Regions from separate parts of the Xenopus tropicalis genome. Here region 2 is linked to region 1. A link is a contact called in public Hi-C data. All regions are on one chromosome and are shown on one strand. Each heading gives the region's core, a stretch centred on a gene start, on an enhancer-like site or on the middle of the called end of the contact. The rest is flanking DNA. Distances are from core to core; before and after follow the strand shown.

Region 1 (3,415 bases), core at 791-3,290:
CTAAAGGTCTGTTGCACTTCTTTTGTATACTTTGCACCAATATCATTGCTTTTGCCGTCTATACAGTAGATTCAGTCTTCTTTCTATAGTAGTGATAGCAAACATTACCTATCAAGACCATTTCCAGCAGCCCCTAACAGCATCTCTGCACAGAAAATAAAGTGTTTCCTTTATCATGGCGGACGAAAACATCACATTGACATATAATAGATTTCTCTTTTTCTCTTGTGACTGTGATTCATTAGAACAATGACTGGTAAAGCAAATCAGGTCTTACAAGATAAATTGTGTTTATTTTCTAATTAGGGAGAATGCTGTTTTTAGGGCAATTTTGCTCCCACCAAAAGCCACTGATGTTAGTAATGGTTTTGATTTCCTGTTGTTTGTAGCTTTATAAATGAACTGTTTTGCCCCTGACCCTTTTATTTCTTTAGGGAAGGTAGTGTATGGAAAAGCTATTAGCGTAATGATAAAACCTAATGGAAGGCAGTGGGTCAAAGTGTGTGATAAGAAAACACCTACTGATACTGTATTTAAACACCCAGTGTGCCACCTAGTATGCCTATCCCATTGTTTGTGTAAACAGGGTGGTATGTAGAACGTGTTAAGTTATATGTTAGCTGCAGGTTAGCAATACTAATATAATAGATGAATTGCTTATAAATATGCATTAAATTGCATATAAATATTAGATTTTAGAATTACATCATTTTATAGGTCACCACCCTCAAAGGTGACAGCCAAAATCCTTTGTGTAAATTAGTTTTGGTAAATATAATTCACATCTTGGAAACAATTGCCCAAAATGGGCATCCGTGATATAATATGCATAGCCAACAATACTATTACAATAATAATATAATAAATATAGTGTTGGAAATTAGTCACCTGTCACTGTAAATTTAATCTGTCCCTGGCACCTGGTAATTCTGGTTAAATACTTGCTTGCCCTTTTTGGCGGTACTCAGTTTGGCACTGTCTAACCTTAGACTGGGACAAAAGGGGTATGGGATCTGTAACAGAAAAATAATGGATCCCAAAGAATGTTGTCTCCAGAGGTACAGGTATTAAATAAACACTATATTACTGCAAAAGTTTAAAATACACATGTAGAGAAAATCTGAACGACACATGTAAAAACAGCTATATAGGTGAGGTGAGTTCCAGGGCACTCAGGGAATCAAAAGATTCCCCTATAGAAATCCATGACAATAATTGAGTATTCTTAAACATATTGGTACATTGAACTTAACCTAATCCACCAAATCGTGTTTAGAATATAAAGCAATAGCCATACTATTTAGTATCTCAAGGCAATTTACCACACAGTACAATTTAAGCGGGTCTCACAATCCAAAAGGCATAGCTGAATCACACCCTGTTGTGCATTTCACCAACATAACTTTCTTAAAAGCTTAATATGAATTCTTTTAAGGCTTAATTGGGCTCTCAGCAATTTGGAGCACCAAGCCTTGAGGCTAATTAAACACTTTTAAACATCAATAAAGACCACTGAAACTCCCTCTATTTTGCATGTCTTTTTATATGCATAAGCTGGAGAGTGGAGGAGCACTAGATACTTGGGAACCTGCATTAAATACTTGCTATAAGCATGCATTACATACTGGTTCCCTAGAGACTTGCATTTGACAATGTTTCATCTTGCACCTTGACCTTCTTGCACCTTCCAATCTTACAGGCACAAGTGCACTCGCCTGCAGTTGCTCATTTACAATAGGTAAATATGACTCTTAAATTCCCAAAGCAATATATAAAAAAGCCCTGAAATGAGCCTTATTTTTTAGTATTTATTGCTAACAAATTTCTGGCTACTCAAGATAGCCTGGAAATGCTGATGCACCAATGGCAAGTTTTAAATACAAGGTGGGGGAAGGGTAAAATTTGGCTAAAAAAAAAAAGGCTAACAATAAGCTGATTTTTCCAGCTTTGAAACATATACTATTATGCTGATCTCTGAGGAGGGAGAGACTCTATAAACATATATTGTTGGCAGCCTGTGCTGAAACAAAGAGAGTCATAAACAGGGATTTTTTGGGGGGAATAAATGATAGTAGGCTGCATTTACTCCTGGATCTCACCTTCATCTGGAATATGCATTTTTCATTATCCAGGAGTGAGCTGTAATAGACAGAGTTTGTTATGTGTTTTTCAATAACCAGGAAGAAATATGCAGTCAGATGCAATACTCTGATGTAGGCATACCTATTGTCATGCTATTAGAATAAATCATGAGTGGCATTCATACAAGGTTTCATGTGTCACTCATTTCTTTTTCTGTGCTGTCAGCAATACAAGGACCTTAAATCCATCAGGCATATGTAAAATGTATGTCTTTTTCACAGAAACAGTGAAATTCATTGAATAATTAAACAGAATGCTGAGTCTGTGGTGACTTACATTCATTTGTCTGGCTTTCTGGAAATTAAGATGCACTACAGGAAAAATTGGGACAGACAGGGATTAATAGTAATGGTAAAATATTATTGGGGTTGTATAATGGCTATTGGTTATTATTTTTATTTTGCTTAAAGCATGTCCCTTATACTATAAATGCAGCCAATAAATACTTTTGTAGGTGTTCACTGGTTGATTTGCTTTTTTGCAGTTAATGATGTGGTTTCTGTAGCATTTGCTTTCATGTGGCTTGTCATTGGGATCAAGGATTTTTTTCCTCATTGGAAATCTGTTGCTCTTAGGGTCAATAGAACTAAAAAGAGACTCATCAGTTATGACTCTGATTTAGCTTTGTGAACTTGCTGAACAGTGACTGTCTGGCTTGCCTGCTGTTATATCTACTATATATATATATATATATATGTATATATATATATATTGATAAAGGCCTTAGATGAGGGCCGAAACGTCGACCTGTTCTACCATGTATTCATTTTACTTAACTAATAAAAGTTACTTTTTAAATTATTCCCGGTGTGCACCAATATATAACAAATTAAATTTGGACTTTGTCTTGGACTTGGACTTCACGTCAAGTCTGCAACAATGGAAAATTATATTGCATTTCTTGCAAATAGTACTAAGCACAGATAAAATCAGACCGGCAGCCTTAATAATCAAACTAATAAGATTTCTTCTATTGTTTCTAAAATGTGTAAAAAGGGTAAAGATTGCGCATTGCTTTTAGAATTTATTTTTACAAAAAATGTGGTGTTAGCACCACACTTTGGACAATATATGTAAGCTTACATGCCACACTAAATTTTTTTAAGTAAAAAAGCTATTCTACCCTGCACCAATAACTGCCCTATCCTGCAAACCACTTAGTATTTTAAATGCTTTAATAGAAAATACCTGGTAAAACTTGGCTTCCTGTCAATTGGACTACGGCAATAAGGCGAAGGAAGGAGCTGCATCCACTGTGCGACAATCGATTGAT
Region 2 (3,476 bases), core at 486-2,985, 80 kb before region 1:
GGAGGGACAAGGGATCGGACTAGGGATAGCCAATAAAAGAGATAGCATCACCCCACTGTTGTGCCCTAGGCATGTGCCTTTTTTGCCTAACCTTAGTTTCAGCCTTTTTCTAGAGCAAGGACTTTCAAATCTGTTCCAGTCAACATTACTTTATAGTAACCAAAATATTATTGTAAATAACTATAACTTCACACCGAAAGTGTTTTATTTTGCTGAATTTACACATTACTATATGCTTGACCGTTGCCTGCCTTAAAGGAAGCAGCTCTTCTCTCCTTATGTCTAATGCAGTTTGTAATGCAGATTATGGTTACATACTGAAATGGCACAGCCATGTCATTGTTTAGAAAATGCTTCATATTCATGTTTGGAATAAAAAGGGACAAATCCACTTATATAAAACAAACAGCACACATAGGCTGGATTCTGATTGGCATATAAAATGAAGCCAATAGTACAGAGAAGCTGGGGCTGCATGTGTAGATACAGTAGAGGGAGCTACAATTTGGTAATGTACCTAAATTCATAACATTATAGATCTAGTCTATGCAAAAGCTTTGTTCTAAATGTACCTCAATATTTCTCCATTGGCTGATTTTAACTCCTCCAATAAAAAGCAAGGGCAGCAGACATATCACCTAGGGACCTGTCTGTTATACAGATGGACTCCACTACTGCAACAAAGAAAGGACACATTGTCAGAAAAAAGATCATTCGGCTGCGGCTCTTCTCCTTTTCATCATGTTGCCCCTGTGGTGTTCCTATATTTTAAGGTTATGTATTACTTTTCATGTTTATTGAGTGCCAGGGAGAATCTTTTTATAGTGGTTATCTATCATCTATCTTTTTATATCCACAATATGATGAAGTTGGTGAAATATTACCACTTAGTAGGGTAGAATCAGGCTTTACTTACTTTTATAAAAAGGGCCTGTACATAAACCAAACCTTCTATTAAAATGTATTTAAATATAATCCCAGTTTGTCACCAAAGCTCAAACTAAAATGCTTGCGGGGCCAGTGTTTGGGCTTCACATTCACAGCCCTGGACTTTCTATGACTTTCTATGACATTGTTATTTAAACTTTCACAACAGTCATTTAAAACATGTTTTCAAATCCAGGTTGCCTTTGTACCAAGCCCACATTTTTGTAACAATAAGAAGAAACACGTGCTTGCAAAAACACAACATCTTTGACATATAAAGAAGATATGCAATTGCTTCTTTTATATAGAGTCCCATCTCAAATCTCATTCAGATCTGTACATAAAATATTTTAGCAACAGCAGTCCCTGCCTCATAGAGTTTATGATTTAAATTTTGGTACACCTTATAGATAAGTGCTCTGCAGGTATTCTTTATACTTCATGTTTGGAGATGAGGTTATTATAAAATTATCATGTCTTTCAATGTGGTCAGAGCTTTTGCGCAGTCTTAGTGCTATTAAAATATGTTGTAGGGTTACCCCTGGCTGACAGAACTCTGGCTGTACAGCTCTGTTATAGATAATGCTAAGTTTTGTTACGCCACTGCATGTTGTGTAGAGAAATTCCGTAAGGAGTTTCAGGAGTTTGTTGATATAATTATTATGAAGAGGGACCTGTTTGTTAGATATCAAAGGTTGTTAAAGCTTGAAGGTCTGAGCGCAGCCTTGCAAGGTTTTACTTTCCATGTAACAGACAGATCTGAGTAACACCGGGCAGTGCTTGATGTTGTGTGCTAAAGGAATTCCTTACAGAGCAGTGTATGTGAAGTGCTTGCCACTCAGGCAAATAGGAACAGGATGCTGGATTGCTCTTTCTCCTCTCTTGGGACTGGAAAACTACTTATATACTTAAAACTGTGTGCTGCCCTTCTCCAAAGCTATTGCTGGCTTGAATGCTTTGAGATTTATATTGACTGGTAGCTAGATGATGTTTGATTTGTACCGTTTATATTGTTTGGTGTTATTCTGTAAATGAGTGCTTAATGTGTACAAAGGTAGTGTATAGTGGAAATTAATTGTAATTAAATTGACATCTCATAGAGTAAACTGTCAGATATTTAATTCAAAGCTTTATACATTGTTTATCTAATATAATGATTTACCAAAGGCTGAATGTGCCCACCCACACTTTTTCTATCCTAATAAAATTAGTTTTTACAGAAACTGGTAGAACTGTTTACCTCAGCTACTGTCAACTACAGTTTAAGTCAGTAATGCAACTTTGGCCTAGTTTCACACTTCTTTTGGCATAACATATAACATTTATTCATTTTTTATAAAATGTTGTTATTAAAGTTATTTTATTTAAATAACTGTACTCCATAGGCCATATTGGATGGGAATATGTAACACATATTTCCACATGATCTCAGCAGCAAATCAAAATCTCTTTTTTCTATATTAGTGTTTGTTTAAATCTTAACAAAGAAGTATTGCAGAAATGCTATGCATTATGTATTGGGCTTCTGTACCATTCTTCATTTCTGCTGATGCACTGCACATGCTCTGTGCTGCTGTCACTCACCTGAGCATAGGGACCGACTCATAATATACTTTACATATAGTATATCAATGTCACAATACAAAGTTGATTAGTAATTAATTAAGATGCTTGTTATATGGCACCTATGAACCAGCACAATTAGCATGGTAATTTAATAATCATCTCTCTAGAATCAGCTTATATGACAGGAAATCCTTTATTTTTTATTACCTTTTAAGGCCTAGCCTAGATCATTACTGTTAAAAGCATGCTGAACCTTTGGGCAGGTGCAGTATATGAAATATACTATTTTATGCTTAGGGAGAAGGAAAGTAATTTTGGCATTTTACTGCCAATAGATTAGCCACATTAGTGCCACCTAGAACGCTATATTTATTCTGCCGAAAGCCCTACAAGCTCCATCCGTTTGTTTAAGATAGCAGCAGACAATTTAGCTTGGTCTCCGTAGTTTCTTGCTACAGCTCTATCCGTTGGTAGCTCACACATTCTGATGGGAGGGGGAGTGAGCTCTTATGAATTCTTATGGGAGTGGGGAGCAGGAGAAGGAAGAGAGGAGAGAACTGCACAGACTGCACAGACTCTGGCCCCGGGAATGAAGGATTTTTCTGAGAGATGAAGTCAGATACCCTAAGTACATGTTTACAAAAAAGGTAACAAGAAATCCTGTTTTTCTTTTGATAGAGGACTCAGTACAGCTTTTCTGTAAGTGCTTATAGCTGTATTTACATAGACCTTTCTGATAAAGCTTACTTAGTTTTTACCTTTCCCTCTCCTTTAATGTATGTATGTATGTATGTATTCATGTATCTTTATTTATGAAGTCCTACTTATGTACGCAGCGCTGTACAGTAGAATACATTAATACACATGGGGTTAAAGATAATAATAGTTAAATACAAAGTATAACAATATATACAAATAAATACAAGATACAGTTGCAATAATGAGTCAAAGACACAAGAGGATGGAGGTCCCTTCCCCGTAGA

The links. Hi-C and Micro-C count contacts between places; a contact is called where the count stands out from the background.
Region 2: a Hi-C map of brain shows a contact between it and region 1, with 2.6 times the contacts expected there. The contact joins two enhancer-like sites. A contact is called at or near these places in 2 of 5 Hi-C or Micro-C datasets (brain and gastrula embryo).

What each region holds. Positions count from the first base shown.
Region 1 is chr1:78,175,731-78,179,145 of UCB_Xtro_10.0, reverse strand. The region is part of intron 1 of ccser1 (serine-rich coiled-coil domain-containing protein 1); the gene reads left to right. Among named protein-coding and RNA genes, the nearest start is that of ccser1, 85 kb to the left of the region's middle. Within about 2 kb of position 2,040, at least 1 of the 11 cell types and tissues checked has an H3K27ac peak or open chromatin away from gene starts, as enhancers often do.
Region 2 is chr1:78,255,795-78,259,270 of UCB_Xtro_10.0, reverse strand. The region is part of intron 1 of ccser1 (serine-rich coiled-coil domain-containing protein 1); the gene reads left to right. Among named protein-coding and RNA genes, the nearest start is that of ccser1, 4.7 kb to the left of the region's middle. Within about 2 kb of position 1,735, at least 3 of the 11 cell types and tissues checked have an H3K27ac peak or open chromatin away from gene starts, as enhancers often do.